Linked DNA regions of Mus musculus: region 2 is linked to region 1. A link is a contact called in public HiChIP or PLAC-seq data. All regions are on one chromosome and are shown on one strand. The core of a region is the stretch at or near the end of the contact, and the rest is flanking DNA. Distances in the headings are between cores, read along the strand shown.

Region 1 (5,450 bases), core at 1,062-3,561:
AACTACCCAAAGGAAAACTATTCCAGGCAGAGGGGGAAAGCCACAGCAAAGGGCTCTGCTGCGGAGCCATTACCATAAACTGTGGAGAAACAGCAAGATCCAAAGGCCATGGGGGAGCCAGTAACAGGGAAGAGCAGCTGTCCAAAAGATACTGGGATTTAATGGGGTCAGCTCAGGCTTTACTGGCCAATGGAAAGCTTTGGGTAGAGTAATGTGTAAGATCTAACTCAAGAGCACCCATTGTCCTTCCAGAAGACCCAACTTTAGTTTCAGCACCCAAATCAACACCCACACAACCTCCTCCAGCTCCAGAGGGACCCTGCCCCTCCGGCTTCCACTGGTATGCACCACCCACATACAAAAAACGGAAATTTGAAGTAATAAAAATAAATAAGGGATCCAGACCCTATATTAAGACTGCAAGGACGAGCATCTTAAGATGAGGCTATCACGCACTAGTGCCATCCAAGAGAGACAGCAGTGTCTGTGGTGTGTGGTGGGGCTGGATTCTGGATATGTTTTGCAGATAATAATACCTAAGGGATTTGTTGACAGCTGCAGTGTGGGATGTGTGAGAGAGAAGAGGCAGGGATGATTTCAAAGTTTGTCACCAGAGCAGCTGAAAGACTGAATTTGCCATTTACTGAGGAGAAGAAGAGGCGTTGGAGGTGACAGTCTGGGGCTGTGGAGAGATGGCTCAGTGGTTAAGAGCACTGGCTGCTCTTCCAAAGGTCCTGAGTTCAATTCCCAACAACCACATGGTGGCTCACAACCATCTATAACAGGTCTGATGCCCTCTTCTGGCATGCAAGTGTACATACAGATAGAGCACTCATATACATAAAATAAATAAAAATCTTTTTTAAAAAAGCTGACAGTCTGCCTGTTAGGAGGCCATACATGGGAGTCTGAAGTCTCTGGAGACAGGACTGGGCTAGGGAGCTAGTACATCATGATTTTTAAAGGATGGCGAGGTCATGTCTGGAGAGTGGATGGAAAAGAAGAGATACTAGGATGGTGCCAGAACACTCTGTCAACCATTCAGGGCACAGGCCAGGCCAGAGGACCAGGGCAATGGTGCCTCCAGCTCTCCCAGCCTTGCCCTCTCCTCTACCTTTGGTTCACACCCATGAGCCTTTGCTCTGACCTTCCCTTCAGCTGGAGCTAGGTGTCTGGTTAGCAGACACTACCCAGCCCGTTCTATCACAGGGAAATGATAATAGTAGTAAACACAGAAACTCCTCTGTCTCTGAGCCTCATCCTTATTTAACAAGTAAGCAAACTGAGGCCCACTGAGTCTCAACAGCCTGTCAGGGTTTCAGAAGTGGACACTTGAAACATTGGGCTTTTCAATGTAAGGAGGGAGGTTTGCTGTTTTGTTTTGAAACAAATGTTTCTATGTTGCCCTGCTGCCTTCAAACCTCTTGATTCAGTCTCTCGAGCATCTGGGACTATATATAAGGGCTTGTTTTGTGTGAGGGCATGAGAAGTGTGTGTGTGTGTGTGTGTGTGTGTGTGTGTGTGTGTGTGTGTGTGTGTGTGTGTTATTTAATTGTTCCTGTATGTTATTTATATTCTTGTTGCATAGTATATTTGACAGTATAAAGCCCAAAGCTAGCAGAGGTCATACCCTTGGGTGCCTAGACACATGGCCCTTAGCATCCTTGAATGTAAGAGGACTGGATGATAGTGGAGTGAAGGCAGCAAGCGTGAAGACCCCTGTGCCCGGAAGAACCCTGTCTTCCTAGCACTGGCTATGAGGTGGGAGCTTCTACCTCAGGTCATAGAGCTAGTGAGGGTAGAGCAAGGACTCAGATCCAGGCTGGTGGCTTCCTGTGCTTTTAAGTGTCCCACGCTCCTTATTATATGGGATGGCTGGAATCTCTCTAAGACCTACTCCTTCCACTACAAGGTCAGTGCAGAGGTGGGTGTGGAGTCAAAGCCGCTGGCCACAGCCTCCTCACATAAAGGGCATCAGCATGAGGAGGCTGTTCCTACTTCCCAGCCTGCAAGTCTCCATCTGAAGGTGAGTAAGACCACCCAGAGCAGAGTGTAGCCAGTGTCCCCTAGCAAAGCCCAGAGAGAGGGAGAGGGCAGGCCAAACAAGGAGTAAGGGACTCTTCTCAAAGCTGGACCACCAAGCTGAGATCCAAACCCTCTCCAAAGTCTGCGAGGGGCCTGCCGTGGGACTAGCTGCCCCTGCCTCATGCCTATGCCCCTTTGCAACAGCACACTCAACTGGAGAGGGAGCAGGATGAAGAGAGAGGTCTGGAAAAGTCATCTGGGAGGCCACGGAACACCAACAGATCCAAATCTCATTGTCTAGATGGGAAAACAAGGCCCAAAGCCAGGTGGGGCCCACAGCCAGTGTGTACTGGGTCAGGAAGAATAATGGGAAAGGAATGTATAATGAACAAAGCTGAAAGCCCAAGGCCCCATAGGTGCTGTGACTCCCACCCCACCCATACTGGCTGCTTCCTTCCTTCCTGCACCGAAACCTGGCTTTCTCCTCCAGAGATGCCCTAACCTCTCTTCCACACTTGTCCTCTACAATCCCCTGGGCCTGGCCTCAGGCTCCCCGGCCTAACTTCTCTGACCTCATCCCCTCCTGCCCTTCACCATCTTTGCACTGCAGCCCAGTGACTCCTCCAGCCTCCCAGTCATGGGCTATGCACTGGCTTCACCTTCAGCCTGCCAGGCTCTTCCCTCAGGATCCACATGGCTCACTGTGTCATCCCTGCATCTTCCCACTGCCTTAGCATCATGTCTCACACACCATGAATTGTACAGGAATATAAACTACAGGAGGCCGAGGATGTCCTTGTGTCTCTAGCCCTTTTAAGCTCAGTGGTGTCTGCCCTGGTGTAGACTTTCAGCCAGTATCAACTGAGAATAGAGACAACTGATCTGTGGATGGGGTCAAGGCTCTTGTGACCTGACACTGAGACCAGAAACTGCAAGGAGCCAATCAGGCCTGGGATCCCAGCAGGAGGGTTAACAGTTAGAGGCTAGCCTTGGATACAGAAAGAGACCGAATCTCAAAACAACAAACAAAAAACTTATTTCCAGTGTGATGGCTCAGCAGGTTAGGACACCTACATGGATAGGGGGAAAGAATCAATAAACTCAGGCTATCGTGTGGCTCTCAATTCTAGTAAAGGACACTTGCTAGACACCACATTGCTCTGTCTGCACTTCTGAAAATTGATCTCTGACCTGACTGGCAAGAATATCTGTGATCTTTTCGCTGATCCTAGAACCCTTGGGGCAATGCCTCTCCCTCTTGCTTAGCTCATTCCCCACCCAGCAACACACACACATACACACACAAACACACACGAATGTACACGTGCACACATGTGCACACAAGCACACATAGGCATACATGCACACACAGACACACACGTACATACACACGTGCAGGCACTGCAGCCCCCAGATGCAAAGGCCCAGCCTCTTGCATCATGCATTCCCAGGGCCTGCACACAGTAAGGGCTCAGCAGCTGGAGACAGTAACAGAAGGACAGAGGGATGCTGTCTTCTGAATCCAGACTGACGCCACCAACAGCTGGTCCTCCGAACCTTCCCTCCAGCTCAGGAGGCTTTTTCCTGTCCCTTACCCTGTTTGAAAGATTTGCCTGCTTGCTTCCTCCTTCCCACCTCTGGAATCAGTTCCTCCTAGTGACTGGAAGGAAGAAATTAGAAGCCAACCCTTAAAAGCTTTCACCCCATACCAAGCAATACAAAAAAATGATTCTGGAAATGGGTTTCAAGCACTTTTCAGCCAAGTATGGTGGTGCAGGCCTTTAATCCCAGCACTCATAAGGCAGAGGTGGATGTATCTATGTGAGTTTCAGGCTAGCCTGACCTACATAGCAGAGTTCCAGGTCAGCCAGAGTAATGGTGAGAGCCTGTCAAAAGAGGAAAAAAAAGCAGAAGGGGAAAAAAGGAAGAAAAGGAAAAGGAGAAATATACACATATGTACACACACACACATACTTATCACAGATGGAAGACACACAGTACATATGTGGTATTAAAATTTTTAATTAAGAAAAAATTTGGGCCGGGCAGTGGTGGCGCACGCCTTTAATCCCAGCACTTGGGAGGCAGAGGCAGGCGGATTTCTGAGTTCGAGGCCAGCCTAGTCTACAAAGTGAGTTCCAGGACAGCCAGGGCTACACCGAGAAACCCTGTCTTGAAAAACCAAAAAAAGAAAAAAAAAAAGAAAGGAAGGAAGGAAGGAAGGAAGGAAGGAAGGAAGGAAGGAAAGAAAGAAGAAAGAAAGAAAGAAAGAAAGAAAGAAAGAAAGAAAGAAAGAAAGAAAGAAAGAAAGAGAGAAAGAAAGAGAAAAGACAAGAAAAGAAAAAACTGGGGAGCTGGGATTTAAGTTAGTTATGGATATTACCTAGCATACACAAGGCCTTGGGTTTGATCCCAGCACCACATATAAACTGGGAATGGTGGTGCGCACCTGTAATCCCAGAACTCAGGAGGTGGAGGCCAGACAATCCAGAGTTCATGGCTAAACTTAGTTATATAAGAGTTCCAGTCAAGGCTAGCCTGGGCTACATAATTTTAAGAAAAACAGGGGTGGAGAACTACAAGGCCACTGAGGAAGTCATTAACAAAAAAAAAAAAAAAAAGTTGAGGAATTCTGATGTAAACTCTTAGCCTTACCTTCTCTGGCTCAAAACTAGAGGAAGGGAGAAGCCAGGAGATCCTGTACTCCTATCCAGAAAACCGTCAAAGACCCCCAAATCTGATCTCCCATCAGCTACCTCCGGTCTTTTTCTCACTGTTCCCCCAACACACATACTGATGCACGAAAGCCCTTTATATCACTCACCCTGAGCCCCCAAAGTAGACATTCCCCCTTGACACCCCACCTCCTAGAACTGGAAAGAGCTGGAGTCTTCTGACCCTATGCTCTAGTCCTCAGAAAAGAGCCCAGAATCACCCTGGAATATGCCAAGCAGGGTAGTAAATGCCTGTATCCCCAGCACTCAGGAGAAAGAGGCAAGAAGATCACAAGTTCAAGGCCAGCCTGCTCTCCACGACAAGTACCAGGCTGGAATAACTCAGAAGCTCCCAGAAAAACCTAGGAGGGAGTTCAGCTGCAGGAGATCCCAAGGAGTGGGGGACCGCTGATAGGTGGTGTGCTTTATTGCAGTACGGTTGTGGTCAAAGAGAAGCTCTACTTAGAAGTGCTCTAGAGGCACAGAGCCACTTATGTTTGCAGAAGCTGCATTCTTGTATGATGCAGTTACCTTCTGGTCTCTTGCTGTAAAATTCTCCAGTCTCTGAGGATCCTGTGGTATGCTGGGGTGAATTAAACCCAGGTATACAATACCACCTAGGTAGGCGCCCAGAAGTGGTGCCACCACCGGCACCCACCACCAGTTGTTTCCGGCTCTGCAGACAAAAAGAAGGAGGCCTGCTGAGGTTAC
Region 2 (5,049 bases), core at 776-3,275, 67 kb after region 1:
AAGTAAGTGCTACGCTGGCCAGCAGCAAGCTGTGCCTCATTAACTCTAATGGGTCCAAGCCTGGGTGCTGGGTTGTTAAGCACTGATTATTATCACTCGGGAAGATGAGGCAGGGAGGCCAGTGGCAGCGATGTAGGTCAAAGGTGTTCCGGCAGGTGAGAGCAAAGGTCAGAGATTGTAAGAGCAAGGGGTGGAGGCATGTGGCCGTCCCGGGCACTATGTCCAGTCAGACCCTGGCCTGAGCTCTTTGCCTGAGGCCCAGACTTGGCTCCGTGCCAAGGGGCCTCCGGAGGAGGAGGCTGTCAAAGCCAGTTCCACCACCTTGGGGCTAATCTTTCCTCTTCCTTATCCTGCACTTTCACCCAGCTGCAGGTTCTTAGCCAGCCCCTCACCCCATATACCACCCAACTATATACCTCAGAAAAAAGGGGGCTTTCCTCACCCCAAAGTCAACCTGGATCCTGACACAGAGGTCTCAAGTCCCCAACACAGGGACACGAGCAGGCCCTCAGTCATCAGGGGATCCACTAGGCTTGCTCTCCCCTCTCCTCAAGCTTTTCCCTGACACCTGATCTCTCGCATCTACCTGAGCCTGAAAGCCTTCACCACAAATCCAGAACCCTCTTTTTGTGGTCTAGGCTAAGCCAAGTGATCCTGGGACTCAGTGGGGGGACTGACTGTTCTTTTACAGAGGAATAGGCTCTGAGAACTGGGACGGGATGAGGGGGCCCCATTTTGAAACTGTAAGACACCCTCCCTTGTCCTCTTGCTGCTCTCAACCGAACAGGTGGCCAGACTCACAAATCAAGATAGGAAACAGGGAACCACCGAGGCAGGAGGGAGTGGGGACAACTGATAGGCCACTAGTCTATGAAGTCAGAGGCACATTTGGGCCCCCTTTCTCCATGTGTAGCCTGCCCCACCATGTTCCCTCGCCAGTTGACTGATCTGCACTACCCAAGACTGAGGCTGTTGCTGGAACTCAAGTAACCCACCCCACTGCAAAAAGGGACACCGGAATTGAGAAGAGACTCAGAAAAACAAGTCAGTGGCTGAAAATCAGAGTAACTGGGACAGGAAATGAAAGCCATAGTGTCTGTCTGATCAAGAAGTGCGCCAAGTTAACCAGAACTCGGGGCAAAACTGCAGAAGCCTGAGATCTGGGGGTTCACCAGGGGCCATTGAGAGGAGAGGCAGAGGGGGGATCAAAAGGCCAGCAAAGACGCTGGAAGCATCTGGGTCGCAGGATCCGAAGGACTCCTACAGCGTGTGCACAACACATTTAGACGCGCCCACTGTTCTGTTAGGCTCTGTTTCCTTCCACAATCTCCGTTCTTCCGATTTTGCTGCTTACAGCCCAAGAAATCTGCGCCCTCTGCCCCTACCTGCCGTAATCCGCCCTCACTTCACTGCAACTTTTGGACTTTCTGAGGCTTAATTATTCATTAGGGGCCAGACACCCAAGACCCAAATAACTTAATAGGGGTGTCCATTTGCCTTTCTCTGCTGTGTCCTGAGGTTGGAGCCCTGGGAAAGTTGGGAAGCCAGGAAACGTGTGGGAGGTCCCACACTAAGGGGTGACCCTCCGCAGCCTTGGTCTCTGTCTCCAGGGGGAAAGGCAAAATAGCAGAGCTGTTCTTGGGTAAGTAGCACTGTCACAAGTTGAGTTAGAACTGTCAAGACTGTTGAAGGCTTTGGAGGTCAGCTTGACCCTGAGGGTTAAGCCTCGGGAGCAGAGCTGGGGAACTGGTCGTGTCTGCCTGGAAAACTGTCCCTGGAGTGAATAAGGAGTTGGGGACCACGGGGCCTGAAATAGATAGGACTGCTCACTACCCTGCACTCACCACAAGGATGAGGGTCCCCAGGCACTCCGCCAGCGCCTGGCGAAGCAGCCGGTAGCGGATGTGAAGCATCTCCCCACAACGATTCATCAACTCCTTCTGTCGACCCATGGCGCGAGGCAGGCAGCGGCGAGGTCCGGCGGCGTACGAGTGCAAAGTAGCTAGCGCAAGGCACCGAGAGCGGTGGCCCGGAGCGCAGGTGGCGCCCTTTATACGCTCAGCCTGCTGAGCCCCACCCTCGGAACCCCGCGGGGGCGGAGTGCGGCCACCACCCCTCCACCTAGCCTGGAGGCGCTGGTGGGGACGCGGGGTGACAGTTGTAAGGAGGGTCCTGTGGAGCTTTAAGGGTGGGTTGGCTCTGCAGGATTCTTAGGGGAGTGAGTGTTGTACTGAGAGGACTGGGATACTGTGAAAACGGGAAGAGCAAGCGGTCTCCCGAGCGCCACCCCCCCCCACCCCCCTACCCCAACCCCCTTCACAGAGAGCCTTTGTGGGCATCGTCTCACGCTAGGAGTGAGGAACCAGCTTGCTGCGATGACTGGATAGAACAGGTCTTCAATCGGGCGGCTGATTTTTAAAGGAGGCTATAAACCTCTAGTGGGAAGAGACCTCAGAGTGACGACCCTGGTAGGCAGGTGTATGCAGAGTTCTAACCAGAATTCACCAGCGCTTCGTGTGCCCTGGGAACATGTCACATGTTGCATGTGTTGATTAGCATGGTATATGTCCTGTGACCTGGTCACACCGTCTGGACGCGCCACGTGCGGGCCGGGATACCTGGGCTTTCTCCTTGTGGACCTTCCCCCTTGGCTGAGCTGCTGTTGTCTTGACATGTCACATGCTACATCATGTGAATTCCAGCTGTTTTTAACTCCTCCTTTCCCACTCCCATCGATGTAAATCTACTCTTTTAAGTAATTAAGCTGGGGCCCCGGGAGTAGGCTCAACAGGAAGAGCGCTTGCCAGGGCAGACTGACAACCCGAATTCAATCCCTGAAACCCACCCGAAGAGAAAGAACCAACTCCACACGTTCATAGCAGTGCATGTGCCCACATGTATATCATCATTAATTTTTCTTTCTTTCTTTCTTCCTTCCTTTCTTTCTCTCACTTTCTTTCTCTCTCTCTCTCTCTTTCTTTCTTTCTTTCTTTCTTTCCTTCTTTCCTTCCTTCCTTCCTTCTTTCTTTCTTTCTTTCTTTCGTTCTTTCTTTCTTTTTTAGATAAGGCCTTACCTTGCAACCCTGGCTGGCCTGGAACGCACCATGTAGCCCCAGTCCTTAAACTAAGAGAGATCTACCTGTCTCTGCCTCCCAAGGGCCGGAATTTGAAAAAACGGGAGCCACCACATCTGGCATAATTATTTTTACTTTTTTTGTTTTGTTTTGTTTTGTTTTTTCATGACAGGGTTTCTCTGTGTAGCCCTAGCTGTCCTGGAACTCACTCTGTAGACCAGGCTAGCCTTGAACTCAGAAATTCGCCTGCCTCTGCCTCCCAAGTGCTGGGATTAAAGGCGTGCACCACCACGCCTGGCTTTTTTTTTTTTTTTTTTTTTAGAGAGAGATTAAACTCAACCAGGTTTCATGGCACATACCCATAATCCCAGCACTCACGAGCTAAGGTAGGAAAATTGTGGATTTGGAATTAGCCTAGGCTTCATAATAAGACCCTGTCTCAAAAAGAGAGAGTTCACCAGCTACTTGGGAGGGTGACAGGAAGCTTACAAATTCAAGCTCCACAGGACCCTCCTTACAACTGTCACCCGTCTTCCCCACCAGCGCCTCCAGGCTAGGCAGAGGGGTAGTGGCTGCACTCGGCCCCCGACGGGTTCTGAGGGTGGGACTCAGCAGTTATCTTACTGGGTGAGTTCAAGGCTAGCCTGGGCAACTTACTAACTGCCTGTCTCAAAAAAAGAAAAGAAGAGAAGAGAAGAGAAGAGAAGAGAAGAGAAGAGAAGAGAAAGCTGGAGAGGTGGCTCGGTGGTTTATAGTGAACTGTTCTTATAGATGACCCAAGCTCAGTTCCCAGCATCCACACAGGCATCATCACCATCAGATCCAGGAGACCCTACACCTCCGGTCTCTGTGGGTAAGTGTGGCCCAAGTGTGCAAACCCACATACAGACACATAATTAAAAAGAATAAAAATAACTATTTTTTAAATGGCTGAAAGGGGTATGTTGGTGAAAACATTTAATCCCAGCTGTTTGTGGATCTGTGAGTTTCAGGACAGCCTGGTCTACGTAGTGAAATTCCAGGACATCCAGAGCTACAGAGTGAGACTCCTCTCTTTTCAGTTCCTATCCTGCACAAAAAAGACTGTGTCTCAAAGTCTAAAATATGGAGAGAAATTACATCAAACTGTAAAAATGTCTGATCCATCAGAGGAACACCATAGGCACCATTGCTCTCAGTACTGCCTGCCTGCATCCCTCCCTCCCTCCCTCCCTCCCTCCCTCCCTCCCTCCCTCCCTTCTTTTTCTCTTTCTGCTCAGGCCTGGGGCATGGCATCCTAAGCATGTACTCTACCATTGAGTGCCATCCCTTCCCAGTGCTGCATTCATTCATTCATTCATTCATTTTGGTTTTTTGTTTGTTTATTTGTTTCGTTGGTTGATTTGGTTGATTTTTGTTTGTTTGTTTTTGAGACAAAGTCACACAAACTGGCCCAAATTGGCCTTCAACTCACTATGTAGCCCAGGCTGGCCTCCAGTTCTTGACAACCTTTTACCTAAACCTCTCAAGTGATGGGATTACAGGCATGAACCATCACACACAAGTTTAATGCTTCATTTAGTACCTGGGAAACTGGGCTGAGGTTGTGGCTCAACAGTAAAATCCTTACCTAGCATGTCCAAGGTTCTGAGTTTGATACCTGGCATCAAAACAATCAATCAATCAACCAATCATCTGGAAACGGGTATAGAAGCCTGAGCCCTGCTTCCTTACAACTGGGAGAAATGGGGGTGTCGTGCCCCCCCCCCCCCGTCTGTATAGATGCATTCTTTGCCAGAGAAGACCAAGAAACTACATTTTTCAGGAGGACTTAATCTGGAAGAGCTGAGTCCTGGGGACTTGTCCTCGGAGAATGGCTGTCAGAAACAAGGATTAGCATATGAAAGGTAGAGAGGAGCCAAGCCTAAAATCTCAGCAATGGGGCATTGGAGACCCAAGGGTCAAGGAGTTCAAGGCCACTCTTGGGCTACAGGAA

What was found. HiChIP or PLAC-seq counts read pairs in DNA pulled down with a chosen protein or histone mark.
Region 2: an H3K27ac HiChIP or PLAC-seq map of embryonic stem cells shows a contact between it and region 1, with 6 read pairs. The contact joins the promoter of Aqp3 here to the enhancer-like site in region 1. A contact is called at or near these places in 18 of 39 promoter capture datasets (the 3T3-L1 cell line, the C10 cell line, the HPC-7 cell line and 12 more), 5 of 484 Hi-C or Micro-C datasets (the C10 cell line, bone marrow-derived macrophages, cortical neurons and 2 more), 4 of 115 datasets of contacts at active chromatin or transcription factors (embryonic stem cells, intestinal villus epithelium and pancreatic cancer cells) and 3 of 9 other capture datasets (adipose tissue, liver and pancreatic islet).

What each region holds. Positions count from the first base shown.
Region 1 is chr4:41,029,045-41,034,494 of GRCm38.p6, forward strand. Aqp7 (aquaporin 7) reads right to left here. Exons shown (of 8, transcript NM_007473.4): 8 at 4,030-5,415. The coding sequence ends at 5,202. Among named protein-coding and RNA genes, the nearest start is that of Aqp7, 16 kb to the right of the region's middle. Within about 2 kb of position 2,312, at least 20 of the 459 cell types and tissues checked have an H3K27ac peak or open chromatin away from gene starts, as enhancers often do. A contact at or near this core is called in adipose tissue, bone marrow-derived macrophages, embryonic stem cells and 1 more, where this site is marked.
Region 2 is chr4:41,096,158-41,101,206 of GRCm38.p6, forward strand. Aqp3 (aquaporin 3) reads right to left here and starts at 2,026. Exons shown (of 6, transcript NM_016689.2): 1 at 1,845-2,026. The coding sequence starts at 1,952.